2 separate regions of the Mus musculus genome follow, and region 1 is linked to region 2. The links are chromatin contacts, called in public ChIA-PET maps. All regions are on one chromosome and are shown on one strand. The core of a region is the stretch at or near the end of the contact, and the rest is flanking DNA. Distances in the headings are between cores, read along the strand shown.

Region 1 (3,133 bases), core at 13-2,512, 72 kb after region 2:
AACAAAAAACAGCCAAATAAAACCACCAAAACAACAGCAAAAGGCAACAGCACACATTTCTGTAACTACATATTTGCTTGGTTTATTTTCTGAGATAGGGTTTCGCATGACTCAGTCTGGCCTGCTCTCCATCAGGGACCTTCAGTTTCTGATCCTCTTGCTTCTAACCTCCCAGTTGCTGGGGACTGAACCCAGGACTTCATTTTTGTTTTTGTTTTCCGAAACAAGAGTTTTTCTGTGTAGCCCTGGCTGTCCTGGAAGTTTTTTTCTTTTAATTTGAGTGAGGGTGTCACTATATAATCTAGGCTGGCCTTGAATTTGTGGTCTTCCTGCCTCAACTTCCTAACGCAGCTTGCATTTGTAGTTCCAATGTCCCTATCTTTTGTTCACAAATGTAACTACCACCTCTGTGCTGACGATCCCCAAAGCCAGTGCTGAGCGTTCTTACCAGCCAGAATCAGATGCATTGCTGCCTACGCCAACAGCCTTTGCTACCTCCTGTGCCACCGGTGCCTAAGACTCAGTGCAACTACAACTCAAACATCCTGTCCCCAACAGGTGTTTCCCCTCTACCTCATCCGAAACAACATCACCCCCTCAGATCAGAAATCTGACATCATCAGCTCCTTCCTAGCACCAAAGCCTATCAATTCTAATCAGTGTGTTCTTCTTACATATGTCTGCTGCCACCGACTTTGACTTCATCCATTTTAACTAGTTTCACTAGTTTTTAGAATTTGGTTTTCTTAGCCTCAATACCCACTACCTTTAACATAAGAATGATATTTAGAAAGTACAAACTCTTGAGTAAGAAAATATAATCTCTACTCCATGCTATACCTGGCCTAGTACCTGCTGAGTTCTCCTGTTTTATCTTACAAAGCTACACTGTATTCAATTTCCCTAGAGCACCCACAGTGGTTTCATGTGCCTTTGTGCAAGCTATTTCCTCTTAGAAGTACCCACAGGCCAAACTTCTCAACTTGAAGACAGACGCAGGTTAGGCAATCTTTTCTGTGAAATCCCTGACACCATCTTACCTCACAGGCAATCTCAATGTGTCCTCCTTCTGAGCTAGTAAACTGTACATGCACTCCTCCCCAGGCTTCCTTCTGTGTGGACTACTGCTTATAAGCTCTCTGAGGTCTGGCATGTGTTACACTTTCAATAAGAATGTCCCCATAGGCTCATAGATCTGAATGCTTAGTCATCAGGGAGTGGCATTGCTTGAGAAAGATTAGAAGGTGTGGCCTTGTAGATGTGTCACCTGGAGACAGGCGGGCTTTGAAGTTTCAAAGGTCGCAGTCAGGTCCATGCCTCTAGATCAGGATGTAGGTAGACCTCTCAGTTACTTTTCCAGCACCACGTCTGCCTGTGTGCCACCATGCTCCTTGACATGATGACAATGGGACAAACTTCTGAATCTGTAAGCAAGCCCCACCTAAATGCTTTATTTTGTCAGCCTTGGTTGTGGTTGGTGTCTCTTCACAGCAATAGGACAGTAACTAAGAGAGTCTGCATCAGAGGGATCACTTAATACTTCATTAGTATTATTAAATACAGAGTCTGCCCAAGAGACATTCTCAATAAATCCTTATGTGATCGACACACATTTTTAAGGAAAAATAAACTCAACTCAATACAATATTCTGACTTAACTCATGTAAGGATTCTACTCACACATCTCTTTAAAAACAAACAAACAAAAAACAAAAAAAACAAAAAAAACCCCTATAGTATATCAGGGCAGCATGCTATCCCCATGGAACTTACAGTAGTAGAGGGCACCTTGGGACTGGTACAGAAGAAGCCTAGAACCTGCTATGTAAAACAAGCTGTTCTAGACCCACAAAGATCCACCTGCCTCTGCCTCCCACACCTGGCTATAAAACTCTGGCTTTAAAACCTCAGTTTTACTCTACTATCTGGGAAAATCCGGAAAGACTGCTTGGTGTAGGGGACAGTCTCAAGCAGGAATGATGAGAAAAACAGGTATCCCACCTTGGGCTACTAAGCCTGTTTGTTCAATTGTATGTGTTCTAGGCTACCTCCAGGACAGTTGGTCAATTCTTAAGCAAAGGGCTTGAGAAAACAGGACTGCCTTCTGACAACCTAAACACAAGCAACTGTGCTCACCCTCATCATTAATTCTGTTTATTTGAGTTCCTTGAGGCAAGGTTTGCTGCATGCACCAGGCTGACCTTCAAAGTCACATCATTCTCTTGTCATTTGCTTTCCAATGCTGAGATTACAGCAAGAGCCACATCATACAAGGCTCTGTGTGTGCACTTTGTTCAGGATATGTAAGCAATCTACCAGCTGGGCTACATCCTGTTCCCTTGGTTTTGTTTTTTGTTTTTTGAGAGGCAGGTCTCACATAGCCCATATTGGCCTCTAACTCATTGTGATCCTCCTGTCTCAGACTCTGGAGTACCTGGATTATGGGTATATGCCACCGTGCCCAATTGTTGGCAAGTTGTTAAATGTACACTGCCTCTGAGATAAACCAGTGAACTGGACATTGATATGGATGATAACGAGGCAAATAACCATGAAAAAAAATCTCACCAAATACACAGCCTGCCACTCACATCACACAGAAGTTCACAGAACGTACAGAAAGTGGAGGGGCAACCTATGACACCGTCAGAAAGAAAAACTGATTCCAACTGAAAATGATAGAATTTAAAACGTAGTTCTCAAACCTATTCATCGGAGGATCTCACTTCATTCCAAAAATTAGAGGACTCCAAAGTGATTTTATGTTATTAAAATTACCAAGACATATCATACCAAACATTTAAAAGTATGAATTATTATAAATTTATTAGTTTATTAAAAGATACCAACAACAAGGCCATGTGTGTGGTCTACACCTTTGATTCCAGCACTCACGAGTAAAGCAGGCAGATCTCTGAATTACAGGCCAGCCTGTTCTACACAGTGAGTTCTTGTCCAGCCAGGGCTACATAGTGAGATTCTTTTCTCAAAAAAGGAGGTAAGAGAAGAGAAGAGAGGGGAGGGGAGGGGAGGGAAGGGGAGAAGGGAGGAGGGGAGGGGAGAGACAGGGGAGAGGGGGAGAGGGGGGAGAGAGGTGAGGAGAGAGAGGAGAGGAGAGAGAAGGGAAAGAGGG
Region 2 (3,265 bases), core at 385-2,884:
ACAAAGGATCTATAGTATATAAAGATCTGTTAGAAACAGCCTGCCTGGTTCACAAAACAATTACAAGATAGAATCACTTCAGCTTATCCTTCTAATATATGAAGTTCTACCTCGGGCAACCTAGTTTTCTTTTTCTTTCAGGCTGTTTCCTATACTGGTTTTTAGTTTATTCCAAACTTGGCCTAAGCACCCATGAACATGCCCACATCCCAACCCCACTTATCCTATGCAGATCTTCTCAAGCAGATCTTCACTGGGACTCAGATAACCCCAACTGTCTTTCACCTTGACACACCAGCAGAGAACCCTACATGTCCACAGCAATTACCAGTAGAGCCTGCCCGCTTCTCAACAGGGCTCTGGCAGGGAGAGGGGCTACTCTTAAATATCGTCTTCCTCTGCCTCCCTTTTTCTATTTAACACTCCACCTCCTATTTAACAGAGCCAGTGAATGTAGTGAGAATTTTGGTTTCTTTAAAAGACACAGAAATATTATAGAAATATGTTTTTCGTTTAATTCTAGGTATGGGATATGGGGCTGCTTCAAATTGCCCATAGCAGCTGACTATGATTTGCCTCATGCTCTAGCAGGAGTGTAATTTTGCCAGCTGCAGATAGTTTCTGTGATTATGTGACATTTGGAATACTGGGGACTTTTTAGAGGGTATATAAATGCTAGGACCCTGAGAGGTTGTTGGGTTGTTGGTTTGTTGCAGTTTGTTAAGTAGTTGTGAGTAAAGAAGAAAGAACAGAAGAAGAAAAAATTAGATATCCTGACTGCAAAGATCAAACTTGCCCCAAGGAACTCGGTGCCCTTAACTAACAGGAAATAGTTTAGTGATAACATCACCCTCTTTCTGACCCCTGAGGCTATTATAGGATCTCTTTCCTTTCCTCTCTAGTCTAGTGTTAGGGGTTGAAATGGTTGAAGAAAGGGGGTGGAAAAGGTTAAAAGAAACGACCCACAAAGTAGCAAAAAGATAAGCTACAAGTGAATGGGGGAACACTCCCCCTCCCCCCAGTAATCTTTCCCAGGTTCCAAATTGAAAGAGAGGGAGGGGGAGGGGGAGGGGGAGGGAGAGGGGAGAGACTGACCAGAAGAAGTAATGTATTGGATTTGCTGGAGTTACAGGTGGTTGTGAACTATACAATATGGAGTGCTAAGAACTGAACTCCGGCCTTCTGGAAGAGTAATAAGCCTTCTTAATCGCTGGGTCATCTCTCCAGCTCCAAGTTAGTAACTTTAACAAGTGCCTTTTGGGATACAGGCTCAGTTTATGGATGATGCCTTCAGCCCTGTCCACTTTTTAATGACAGCATTCTCATTCAGGAGAATAAAAGTCTAACAAGGGCAGGGGTTTTTAAAACTCCATTTTTGCTCACAGCTTTATCCCTAGATACTAGCAAAGCTCCTTGCATACATACAATACTCAATAAACTCGCTTACCCACTCAACAACACTGAGAACTAACTGGGTATCGGAAGCTGTGTAGGTACTAGTTAACAGAACAAGTTCTGGTTCTGAGCCTACTCAAAGTAATGGCAGGAAGAGATGAGAAGGTGATGTGATAGACAGGCACTCGGCAATAGAGGGCTTACCTTGGCCTAGCGCTTCCCAACTTCCTGTGTGGGCTTCTCTTGCACCAGCCCTTTTCCTGTTCTCATCTGTCTCGCATAAACTGAAAGCTCCCAAGCTTGCTCTAGCTCCAGCCCCTTCCTTTGTCTCCTTAGGTTACACTAACCATCTAGCAAATGTAGACCATGTCCCAAAGCTTAATTTAATGTACACCTCTTTCCCCAGATCCCGGCTTGACTCTTCCCGGGCCTGGAGTATGTACACCACACCCCTGTCCTCACTCTCCCAGGCAGACTTCACGTCACAAGAGCCTCTAGAAAACAGTCTTTTCATGTTTCTAGTTGCTGCCCAGTCACTCCTCTTGCTCTGTGACTTGTCCATCCATAATCTCTCCACTTCCTCAGATGGATGTCAGTTCAAGCAAGCTAAACACACACACACACACACACACACACACACACACACACACCCCTGCTTTCTTTAAAACCCAGTTTTTATGTGTGTGTTTTTGAGACAGGGCTAAGTAGGGCCACATATGCTCTACACATATGTGTAGTCCTGGCTGTCCTGTACCTCGCTCTGTAGAACAGGCTGTCCTTGAACTCAGAAATCCACCTGCCTCTGCCTCCCAAGTGCTAGAATTAAAGGTGTGTGCCACCATCTGGCAAAATCCAGGGTTTTTTGTTGTTGTTATTGTTGTTTGTTCTTTAATTATAAAACACATCAAGACACAGCTCTAGCTGGCTGAGGTGGTATATGCTTGTAATCTGAGCACTCAGGAGACTGAGGTAGGAGAGTCACTCACAAATTCCAGCTAGGGAGCCTGATCTGTAGTGTTAAGTAAGATACTATCTCAAAAATAAATGGGAACAGGGAGAAAACCTAAACAACTCTTCCAGATAGCCAATGCTATCCAACAACACTATCCTGAAACACTAATAAACAAAAACTGAGAGCCAACAATATGCTAAACACTTCAAAACAAACTCAGACAACCCCTAGAGCAACTTCCTGAGGAAGGTATCACTGCCCCAGTCAGTACCTTAGAAAAAAGCTGAGGTACCCAGCACTGTGACTGGCCCAACTCTGGGCCAACTGCACATACAACAGCCCTGACTTCAGAAGCTCATTTATGCCTAAGTCCTGGAAAGGGCCAGGCAGAAGGATTGTAAGTTTAGGGTAGCTGAGAAGGACCCCCTCCCCCCAAGTGCTGATAGGGTCAGCATAGCAGAGTAGGCCAGTGAGCTGCTAGCTAGGGCCTCAGTTACTGGAGTAGAGTGAATACAAGAAACATTTTATCTTTCAGAGGGATACAGCGACAATTGATGTCCAGTTGCCAGAATTAAAAACTTTGTCATTTAAAATACAACAGTAGAAGGTGAAAATTAAAATTAAAACGTAGTATGTTAGAAATTTTGCCATGCCATTATCCATAACTCATAAAGGCTGACAAGCAGGCCAGCTAAACCATACATAAGATATAGTGTTTAATCCTAGCACTCAGGAAGCTGAGACTGAAAGAAATCGGGAGCCCTGCCTGGGATACGGACCATGTCCCAAAAATAAAAACTTGAGTTGGTGAAACAGTCCAGCAGGAAAGGCACATGCTGTAAAGCCTCACCAACTGAGTTGGATCCCTAGAATTGACTCCTGTAAGTTGTCCCCTGACCCCACATGCATGCCATGGCA

Evidence for each region. ChIA-PET counts read pairs in DNA pulled down with a chosen protein or histone mark.
Region 1: a contact with region 2 is called in an RNA polymerase II ChIA-PET map of effector CD8 T cells, with 49 read pairs. The contact joins two enhancer-like sites. A contact is called at or near these places in 1 of 39 promoter capture datasets (fetal liver), 2 of 15 datasets of contacts at CTCF or cohesin (CD8 T cells and pro-B cells), 7 of 484 Hi-C or Micro-C datasets (CD8 T cells, the G1E-ER4 cell line, memory CD8 T cells and 3 more), 7 of 115 datasets of contacts at active chromatin or transcription factors (CD8 T cells, the HPC-7 cell line, effector CD8 T cells and 4 more) and 3 of 9 other capture datasets (adipose tissue, liver and pancreatic islet).

Annotation. Positions count from the first base shown.
Region 1 is chr15:80,741,195-80,744,327 of GRCm38.p6, reverse strand. All of the region lies in intron 1 of Tnrc6b (trinucleotide repeat containing 6b), which reads right to left. Among named protein-coding and RNA genes, the nearest start is that of Tnrc6b, 31 kb to the right of the region's middle. Within about 2 kb of position 1,262, at least 108 of the 459 cell types and tissues checked have an H3K27ac peak or open chromatin away from gene starts, as enhancers often do. A contact at or near this core is called in CD8 T cells, the G1E-ER4 cell line, adipose tissue and 5 more, where this site is marked.
Region 2 is chr15:80,813,365-80,816,629 of GRCm38.p6, reverse strand. The region is part of intron 4 of Tnrc6b (trinucleotide repeat containing 6b); the gene reads right to left. Among named protein-coding and RNA genes, the nearest start is that of Tnrc6b, 100 kb to the right of the region's middle. Within about 2 kb of position 1,634, at least 111 of the 459 cell types and tissues checked have an H3K27ac peak or open chromatin away from gene starts, as enhancers often do. A contact at or near this core is called in CD8 T cells, the G1E-ER4 cell line, adipose tissue and 5 more, where this site is marked.